2 separate regions of the Mus musculus genome follow, and region 1 is linked to region 2. The links are chromatin contacts, called in public Hi-C maps. All regions are on one chromosome and are shown on one strand. Each heading gives the region's core, a stretch centred on a gene start, on an enhancer-like site or on the middle of the called end of the contact. The rest is flanking DNA. Distances are from core to core; before and after follow the strand shown. Region 1 holds the start of 9630001P10Rik (RIKEN cDNA 9630001P10 gene). Region 2 overlaps Fam184b (family with sequence similarity 184, member B).

The links. A called contact is a pair of places that touch in the nucleus more often than the background predicts.
Region 1: a Hi-C map of cortical neurons shows a contact between it and region 2, with 1.5 times the contacts expected there. The contact joins the promoter of 9630001P10Rik here to the enhancer-like site in region 2. A contact is called at or near these places in 7 of 484 Hi-C or Micro-C datasets (brain, cerebral cortex, cortical neurons and 4 more), 4 of 115 datasets of contacts at active chromatin or transcription factors (astrocytes, a beta-TC-6 cell line, embryonic stem cells and 1 more) and 3 of 9 other capture datasets (adipose tissue, liver and pancreatic islet).

What each region holds. Positions count from the first base shown.
Region 1 is chr5:45,635,805-45,640,618 of GRCm38.p6, forward strand. 9630001P10Rik (RIKEN cDNA 9630001P10 gene) reads left to right here and starts at 3,471. Exons shown (of 4, transcript NR_102378.1): 1 at 3,471-3,732; 2 at 4,485-4,542. It overlaps Fam184b (family with sequence similarity 184, member B), which reads right to left and starts at 3,697. Exons shown (of 16, transcript NM_021416.3): 1 at 3,289-3,697. The coding sequence starts at 3,435.
Region 2 is chr5:45,594,482-45,598,645 of GRCm38.p6, forward strand. All of the region lies in intron 1 of Fam184b (family with sequence similarity 184, member B), which reads right to left. Among named protein-coding and RNA genes, the nearest start is that of 9630001P10Rik, 43 kb to the right of the region's middle. Within about 2 kb of position 1,495, at least 30 of the 459 cell types and tissues checked have an H3K27ac peak or open chromatin away from gene starts, as enhancers often do. A contact at or near this core is called in cortical neurons and forebrain, where this site is marked.

The DNA.
Region 1 (4,814 bases), core at 2,221-4,720, 43 kb after region 2:
CCAGAAATAAAGGATTAAGTATTGGATGATTTCATTTATTTGAAATACCTATAAGAGACAAACCTGGATATTTGGGCTGGAGGGAGAGACGGCTTAGTGGCTAAGAGTGTATGTTGAACAACCACAAGAAGAGGAAGAGTTCAAATCTCAGCACCTACACAGCTAGCCCTAACACCAGCTCCGAAATGGGTAGAAATAAAAGGAAAACCAAATTTTGCTGGCTGCCAGCCTATCTGGAAAAACTTGAGCCTCTTGTTTCAGGGAGAGACCTTGCCTCCCTCATAGGAATAAGCAGGGAGAGATAGAGGACTCTTCCTGTTTCCTTCTGGTCATCAGCACGTGCACACACAGCATGTGTGTATATACTTTCTCAGACACATATGCACTAAAATCATTAAATAAGTGATTGTTTTGGAAAAGGACAGAAAAGAATAAAAGGTTGCCTAGTGATGGGGGTGTGAATAGGGACCACCTTCAAATGTGCATGAGAAATGGACTTGTTCTCCAGCTAGACTTTATGAATCACTGGACACAATTGTGTTCACTAAATACACGTGGGACTACACTGATGGGTGAAAAGAGCTCTTCTGTAGGAAAATTCACTTTAAAACCTTTGGTAGAAAACATCATAGTTAAGTAGCTAAGTTGAAACATGAATGACAGTCCTGAGACTGAGTTGAATAAAGCCTCGAGCTCTCAAACCAGTCACAGAATGTAAATCATCTTTCCTAATCTTACAGAACATGGGAATGGAGACGGAGAAAGCATAGGGGAAGAATAGCAAAGGAAAACCACAAATCATGATGGGAGAATATTTGTGATCACCTGGATTAAATTCACCTATCAAAGAAAAGCTCATGGAAATACTAAATGTTCAAATGTAGAAAATATGCACCGTACAAATAGTAGGCAAAAGAAGAGTGGTTTATCAGAAACAAAAATCTCACCTTAAGAAATTAGTGTGAAAAGTGGTACTGAGTGGTACTACATAGTAAGACTCAATCGTGATTTGTAACGGAGAACTCTGAGAAATATTGCTGATTATGCACCAGGGATGGTGTTTGCCTTCTGTATTGCTGAGTCTTCATGGCTTAGCAAAATAGGTAATCCATAAATATTACTGAATTGAATCACCACCCAGTTACATTGAAATAATCTATTTATGTGTTTGACATACCATAAAGGAAAGGGCTACGCTTTTGTTAGGGTTTCTATTGCTGTGATAAAACACTATCACTGTTAGCAACTTGGAGAGGAAAGGGTTTAATTTCTCCTTACAATTGGTAGTCCATCATCCAAGGAAGTCAGGGAAAGAGCCTGAAGGCAGAAACTAAAGCAGAGGCCATGGAGGAGTGCTGTTCAGTGGCTTACCCAGCCTGCTTTCTTAGAGTGCCCATGACCACCTGCCCAGGAATAGCACCACACACAGTCAGCTAGACACACCAACTATAATTTTAAAAACTACAGACTTGCCTACAGGGAAATCTTATAGAGGCATTTTTCTCAGTTCAGAGTCCCCTTTTTCAAAATGACTCTACTAGCTAGAACAGAACCTGCCTAGGGCTTATTGCACCAATATTCAGTATATGAAACTAGTGAGATAGCCCAGTGGTTAAGAATATTTGCTGCTGTTACAGAGGATCTGAGTTTGATTTTCAGCAACCACATTGGGTGGCTCATAGTCACTTGTAACTCCAGCTTCCTGAAAGCCCACATCTTCTTCTGGCTTCCATAGGCACCCACCAATGGGGTATATGTACAGACACACACGTACACAAAAATAAAAGTGATGTTCAATCTTTTAAATAGAGCAGGCACCCCATAGATCATCACTATCACAAGTCAAGGATAATTCTTTCATAATTTTCCCCTTCTTTCTGCACACACTGCCGTGCCCTGCTTTGTTTCCACTTTCATAGGACTCATAACTTGAAGTATCACACATAGCTCTTGTTGTGTGCTTTTAATTGCTCTTGCTATTTCAAATCTTGCTTCTCTTCCAACAAACAAACCAACAAACAACAAAAACTTTAGCTTTTTGAAGACAAGGAAGGTGTCGGATCCTATAATTGCTTTTTCAGATACGAAAATCATTTTTATATAAGAAACTTAAGTAAGTTTTTGATCGGCGCTATTAGACACCTTTGGGTTAGATATCGTGGCACGACTGTCTGGAGACAGGCTCTTGTGCAAAGAATATGAAGAGGCCAATGGGAGGTCAGGAGAAGAAAGCGAGTGCTGTTCTGTTTCACCCTATGTTGGATTCCAGTGTGGTAAGGATGCTCATCCATCCTTCAGAAAAGCAGGTATGGAAAGTAAGAGGAAGATGTTTAGGAAAGAAATCAGAATATGTCATTCATTATACTCTGGGACAAACGCTGGAGCTAGTCTTTACTAGTAGGCATTGTGCTAGGAGTTTGAGACCAAATGGAAAATACCAAGTAAACAATTTAAACTACTCAAACCCTGCAGGAAAGACATCTCTACAGATATGTGGAGGGAATCTGTGCGGAGTTGTTCCTAACCGGGAAATTGCCAGGGATTAACAACCTGCATTGGCAACATCTCAAGTATACATACTGGATATATTCAACCAAGATCCTGAGATGAAGTAGGGATATGGGCTGGCTGACCTCCCAAGGTCTTTTCCATTACCACAAGCATACACAGCATCCTACCCTTTCCCATTTATGATCCAACACATGCCTGTAGTCAGTTTGACAGTAAGTCCCCTGGGCTTCCTTCCAGGTTTAGTACGATGCCACGAAAGACTGCTAGCACTCAACAAATGATTCAAATATTTGTTGAATGAAGGAATTAATGAATCGTGTTTAAATAGGTCTCACATGATCTCCCCAGATATAGAGAATAAAATCACAACATTCCAGGCATGATGGTTTGAAGGTTTGAACAGGGCTGGCAAGGGAACATGATCTCTCTCTCTCTCTCTCTCTCTCTCTCTCTCTCTCTCTCTCTCTCTCTCTCTCTCTCTCTCACACACACACACACACACACACACACACACACACCCTCTAGCCTTGGGAAAGCACAGCCCACCTGCTAAGCAAGCAGGCTGCGGGAGTTTCCTTGGCAAAGAATCCTGTCTGCTGCTTCCAAATGCAGTCTCCAGAAGGTCACTTCACTCAGATACAGAACAGCTTCCTTTGGTCTCTGTGACAAAGTTTGTGGGGATTCAGTGCGGTCCTCCCCTGGGGTGCTTCTACACTCCCACCCCTACTCTGGGTGCCTGTGGCACACAGCTGGTCTGCCCGCAGCACCCCGCCTTACCTTAGTGAGCTGAGCGATCTTCTTGCACATTTTCACGTGCATCTCCGGATCACAGTCCATTCTCCAGCCCGAGCCACCGCGGGCGTCGGCTTTGGAGCTCGCGCAGGTTCCTGGCGGGTGAATTTTGCTGTTGAGGGCAGATGCCATCGCTTTAAGGAGCCCTGCACTGAAATGCTCTGACTCGCGCGCTCTCACCGCTGGCCGTGTGCACGTGCGTTCGAGCACGGGCGTGAGAGCTTTCTCCAGAGAGGTGGCACTGCAGTCCTGCCAGCACAGCCGCGTGGCTCTCTTTCCGGAGGTGTCTCCTTCCCGGGCCCACTCGCGCACCACCTTCCTCTGCTCGTGCTCGTTCGCGAGCTAGCTGGCTCACGGGCACCCGCACCATGCAGCGTAGCGCTGGCGCCTTGCACGTGAGGTTTACCATCTGCGGATGCTTCCGAGAGGGTGCGGGCTATACCTGCAAGAGGACAGCTTCTGAGGGGTGTTGGGGGACAGGAGGTGGGGGCGGTGCCCTGGGCAGGGTTTTTTTTTTTTTTTTTTCCCTTCCCTCTCCTTGGCCAACTGGGTGGCTTGGAGCTTCCAACTCCACTGTGAGCGATCCAGCCCGAGGTGGATAGCTCAGGCCAAGAGGAAGAAATGCTGGCTTTAGTCCCTAGCAGATCGGCAAATCAGAATGAAAATATTAGAAAATCCTGTAGTAGTAGATGGGACAGATGAGAGAGCGGGTCTTATTCCTGCAGCCCTGATGCTTAGAGCGAGGGTGAAGAGAGGAGGCGGGATGCTGAAGGGCAGAAGTGGGGATGAGGGAGCTAACCACTCCGATTCTAGGAGGTTGAGATCTGGAGCTCAAAGTGGGAATAGAGCTGGAACCTCAGAACTACACGGTGGGACTGAATTGGAAGCCCCCCTTCCTGACCTTGGATAGGACCTGCTCAGTGATGCTAGAGATCTCCCCACATCGTCCACTCAAAGGTCACTAGTGACCGAAACTTGGGGGTGGGTTGGGGGCGGGGCATCGCCAGATTTCGGTCTCAGAGTAGGGAAAGAGGTAGCGACAAGGAAAAAAAGTCCTGCAAGAGCTAGAAAGGGTGGTAGTGGGAAAGGAAGTTACAAGGGGCACCAGATGGGTCTGGAAAGTCAAGCCTACCCAGTTAAAGCAAAGGAGCTCATCTAACCTGTGCCATTACCTCAGACAGACCCGAGGCTGAACCTTGTTGCGTTTTGAAGTTGTTGCCCCTTAGACTGGGAAAGCAGGTAGGTAGAGAACCAAAATCGTTTCTGGCTTTTTTTTTTGGTTTTGAACAATGGACTTTGAGAAACAAGACAGAATCCTGGTCAGATTTTTCTGAAGTGGCAATAGTGTCATTATTATGATTTTGCCTGGCTAATATATTTTATTTTATAAACTTCTCGCCCTCCAATAACAATACTCATTTTATAGGTGGGAAAAATTAACTATTTGATCAGGTGATTACAAACGGCAGTTGGGTGTGAAATGGGGACAGTGATACCACAACTGTGAACCC
Region 2 (4,164 bases), core at 245-2,744:
GTAAAAAAAAAATGGGGTTGACTAATCAGCACATGAAACTTCACTTAGTGTCTATAATAACTAGGGAAATGTAAACCATAACTATAATTTTATGATATTGCATACTCATTAGAATAACTGTCATAAAAAAGGGGAAAATGATGGTGAGGATGTGGAGAAATGAAGCCTATATACATTGTTGGAAGGAGTGTGAAATGGTAAGACCCAGTGTGATGGGGACACTGGAGCCAGGAGTATAGTAAGATATAAAACATGGGCAGGTAGGCAAGGGTCAAATATTCAGGGTATGTGGTGGTTTGAATGAGAATGGCCCTCATAGGCTCATGTGTTTGATGCTTAGTCTCCAATGAGTGGAACTGTGTGGGAACAAGTAGAAGTGTGGAGGAGGTGTGTTACTAGTGGGTGGGCTTGGAGGTTTCACAAGCACAGGCCAAGTTCAGTCTCCCTCTTTCTCTTCCTGAAATTTGTGATTCAGATGTAAGCTCTCAGCTACTGCTCCAGTGTCATGGCTACCTCCCTGCCACCATGCTTCCTGCCTTGATGTTCATGGACTAACCAACCCTTCTTTTAGAAGTTGACTTGGTCATGGTGTCACCTCATAGCAATAAAACAATTATTAGTGGAGGGTCCAATCCCCACCTTAAAGAGCTTAATAGGCTTTATTCTTATGATGTAGCAAATAGCCTACATAAAGACTCTCAGGTCTTGACCTAGATATCTCTCTCTCTCTCTCTCTCTCTCTCTCTCTCTCTCTCTCTATGATACATGAGTGCATACTTTGATGGTCTGAACTGTGAATTTCATGCAGGAAGTTTTTCTCACAAGACTCAGTCTTTTGGGAGTTGTAAAGACACAAATAGGTCCTCTTCACAAGTTTAGCTATGTTCATTCTAGATGCTCTGGTGACAGAAGAGGTATTCCAGGATAGGAAAGCTAGATCAGTTTAGGGTTAAAGAATGGTATATGAGTTCAAAAGCTGCCAGCAAGGAAAACGGACAGGGCCAGTGACTCTCAGGCATGGTGTGGAGGAGAGAGAAGTGCTCTGAGCATTCTCTGTCCTGATGTCTGAGGAGATGACCATGCCACCCCAACTTGGAAGTACAGTACTATAAGACAAAGGGACACAGAAAAAGACAGCCTGTTTCTTGTCACCAAACTTTGAACTCATAACACTATACAAAGAGAGAAACCTGGCACCAAGTGAGGGAAGCAAATTAGCTGATTCTTTAGAAGGAACCCTGGATTTAGGCAATGAGCTGTTCAGAAAAGCAAAGGTCATGGATTTGCTGTCTCTTCTTTTGAGAAAACAGGTTGGAACAGGTCCCAGACAAGGCTGGGCTCCTTCAAGCAAATTAGCTTGGAATAAATTTCTAGATGGATCCAAGATGCTAATTAAAATCTCATTATTATCCATCAGAGAGCTGTTGCTAGGTGCCTGGTACATGGCATTGAACTGTGAGATATACGCTTCTCAGTAATTGAAACTCAACTGCTTCCCAAAGCAATTTAGAATGAGACTCTGTTGAAAGCTGCGGACAGCCTCTCAGCAAGGCTCTTAATTACAGCCACTGCAATACTCAGACTTGGAAATGGCCTTCCTTCATTTCACGGACTCTCACAGAGCCATGAAATGGCTGTAGGCTGTAAAATTTGTGAGACCTGGAAAGGAACCATGTCCTCCATCTTAAACCTCAAATGATGTGTTTAGGGCTTTCCCTTGGCTGTACAAACTGATCAACCAATATGCACATGTGTGAGTCATAATTTTATTATGACTAAATAGAAAGGCTAACACTTTTCCCATGAAGCAGTCCAAGCAGTGATATAAGAACCTGTAACTCTAAGCATAGAAACACAATTGTGTGGACCAGGGAGGTGGCTCAGTTGTTGAAGGCACTAGCTGTGCAAGCCTGCTAACTGAGCTTGAGCTCTGATATCCATGAAATGAACCTGATGTATGTGGTGGCATACATCTGTGATCCCAGCAATCCTAAAAGATGGGATGCAGAGAATTTCTTGAAAGCTCCAGAGCCAACTAGCTTAGAATACATAGGACAGCAGCAGAAACAAAAGAGATCTTGCCTCAGCAGCAGAAACAAAAGAGATCTTGCCTCAACAAGTTGGAAGGTGAGAACTGAGTCCTGAAAGTTGCCCAGTGAGCCTCCATGCGTGGCATGGCATGTATGTACTTGCATGTATGAACACATAGTCAACTAACTAACTAAATAAGCAAGTAAGTACAATTTATAAAAAATAATTTTGTGAACACAAAAGTAGACATAGTTGCTCTTCAAGTTCAATTAGCTACATTTCAATTTTATATATTTAAAATTTAAAAGTAGGCTGTGGTATTTTCAATGAGAATGGCTCTCATAGGTTAATGTTTGAATTCTCGGTCCCCAGTTGGTGGAACTGTTTGGGAAGGATTAAGATGTGTGGCTTTGTTGGAAGAGGTGTGCCATTCAGTGCAGGCTTCAAAAAGCTCTTGCCGTTCCCACTGTGCTCTCTGCCTCCTGTTGCCGATTGAGATGTGTGCCCTCAGCTTCTGTACCTACACTATGTCTGTCTCCTGCCATGATCCTACCATGATGATGATAGACTCCTATACCCTGTGGTCCATAAGCCCCAAACAACCTTTTATTCTATAAGTTGCCTAGGTCATGGTGCTTTATCACAATAGAAAAGTAACTAAGGCAGAGGCTTTGACTGCATACTTAAATAGGTATGAATATCCATTCTCCCAGTTATATTACCTAAACAACTAAGAGTGCTAACATTACTTTTACACAGCATTTTTTTTTCAGGCTACGTGTAACTTTAAGGAAAATGTCACAATGTGATAAATATAAATATTCTCAATGCTCATTCCAAATTGTTTTCTCTACCATTTTATGTGTTGGGGTCTGAGAATCACCACAAAAACCACTCAAACACCAATCTCAGTCAAATAGGGATGGTTTATTGACCACCACACCCCAAGACTGATTGATAAGGGCCATAGGTCAAACTCAGGAGCTGACTGTGACATTGAGTTAAGATCCTACAGTGTTTTTAAGCCTAAAATCCACACACATCCATGCCAAGTTATTCCACCAATCATGATTTAGGGCTAGGGGATTTCCTTAGGAACATGTCTTTGTTGTATACTTATCCTGCTCCCATTGGTTGGGGTATTCAGCTGTGGCAGGGGACACGCCTTGTCTAACATTCATGTCTCAACTTGCTAACCAAGATGTCAGTTACTCACATACATGTCTCTTTCTGCCAGGTAGAATGCCAGTTCCCAGGGAGGTCTTGGGAACTTAAACTTTACCCGACCCCGACTCAAAATGGGAGTCTTATTCTAAATAGATGCAGGTGTCTCTCTTTTGTTGGGATCCATCTCAGGGGCGGCTTATAAAAGCAAATACCATGCAGGATTATACACAGGTGAAGGAAGTGCTGCTGGGTTGTTGGTTCAGATCCAAACTTATTGTGGGTATCTATACAAAGCAGTTCTACTGACTTCTACCAGGATTGGTTTCCAATATAACAGAATGCATAATCAACTTGGGTGTGAGAAAGTTTCCTAGTAACAACAGAAAAAAAAATATGAGAAAATGTCCTTATAATAATATTAGTAACAACACAAATGGTGGGCTAGCCAGGTAATAGTCACCTAATCCTCAACATTCCATCTAGGCCTTAACACTTTACCTAGGTCTTAACACTATGGCACAACATTTTCCCTAAACAGTTTCCAACGTGTTTACTGTAGCTTTTGCAAAGCCATCAAAAAGACAGTGTTTCAGGCTACACATATCCTTGGTCACCTTTGCAAATTGTTCTTCCACTCAATGCTGGATTCTTCTGCTCTGGCTACACAGAGCCCCAAGAGCAACAGAGGAGAATTCTGCTAAATGCTCATTCATAACTTTAATGTGTGGGTAACAGAACAAATGCTGTGCATTTATCCTGTAGCCAAGAAACAGGGGCCTCTCCAGGTTGAGTTTATGGCCAGACTATCTTTTGACTGCCAGGAAGATCTGTAGGTATATAGTCTTTGCTCATCCACTATGACAAGGACTTAAAAACAAACAAACAAATGAAGGAACGAATAAACAAAACCAAACAACCAATTACAAGAATAGATTGAGTTAAAGATTTTTAAATGCACACAAAGCT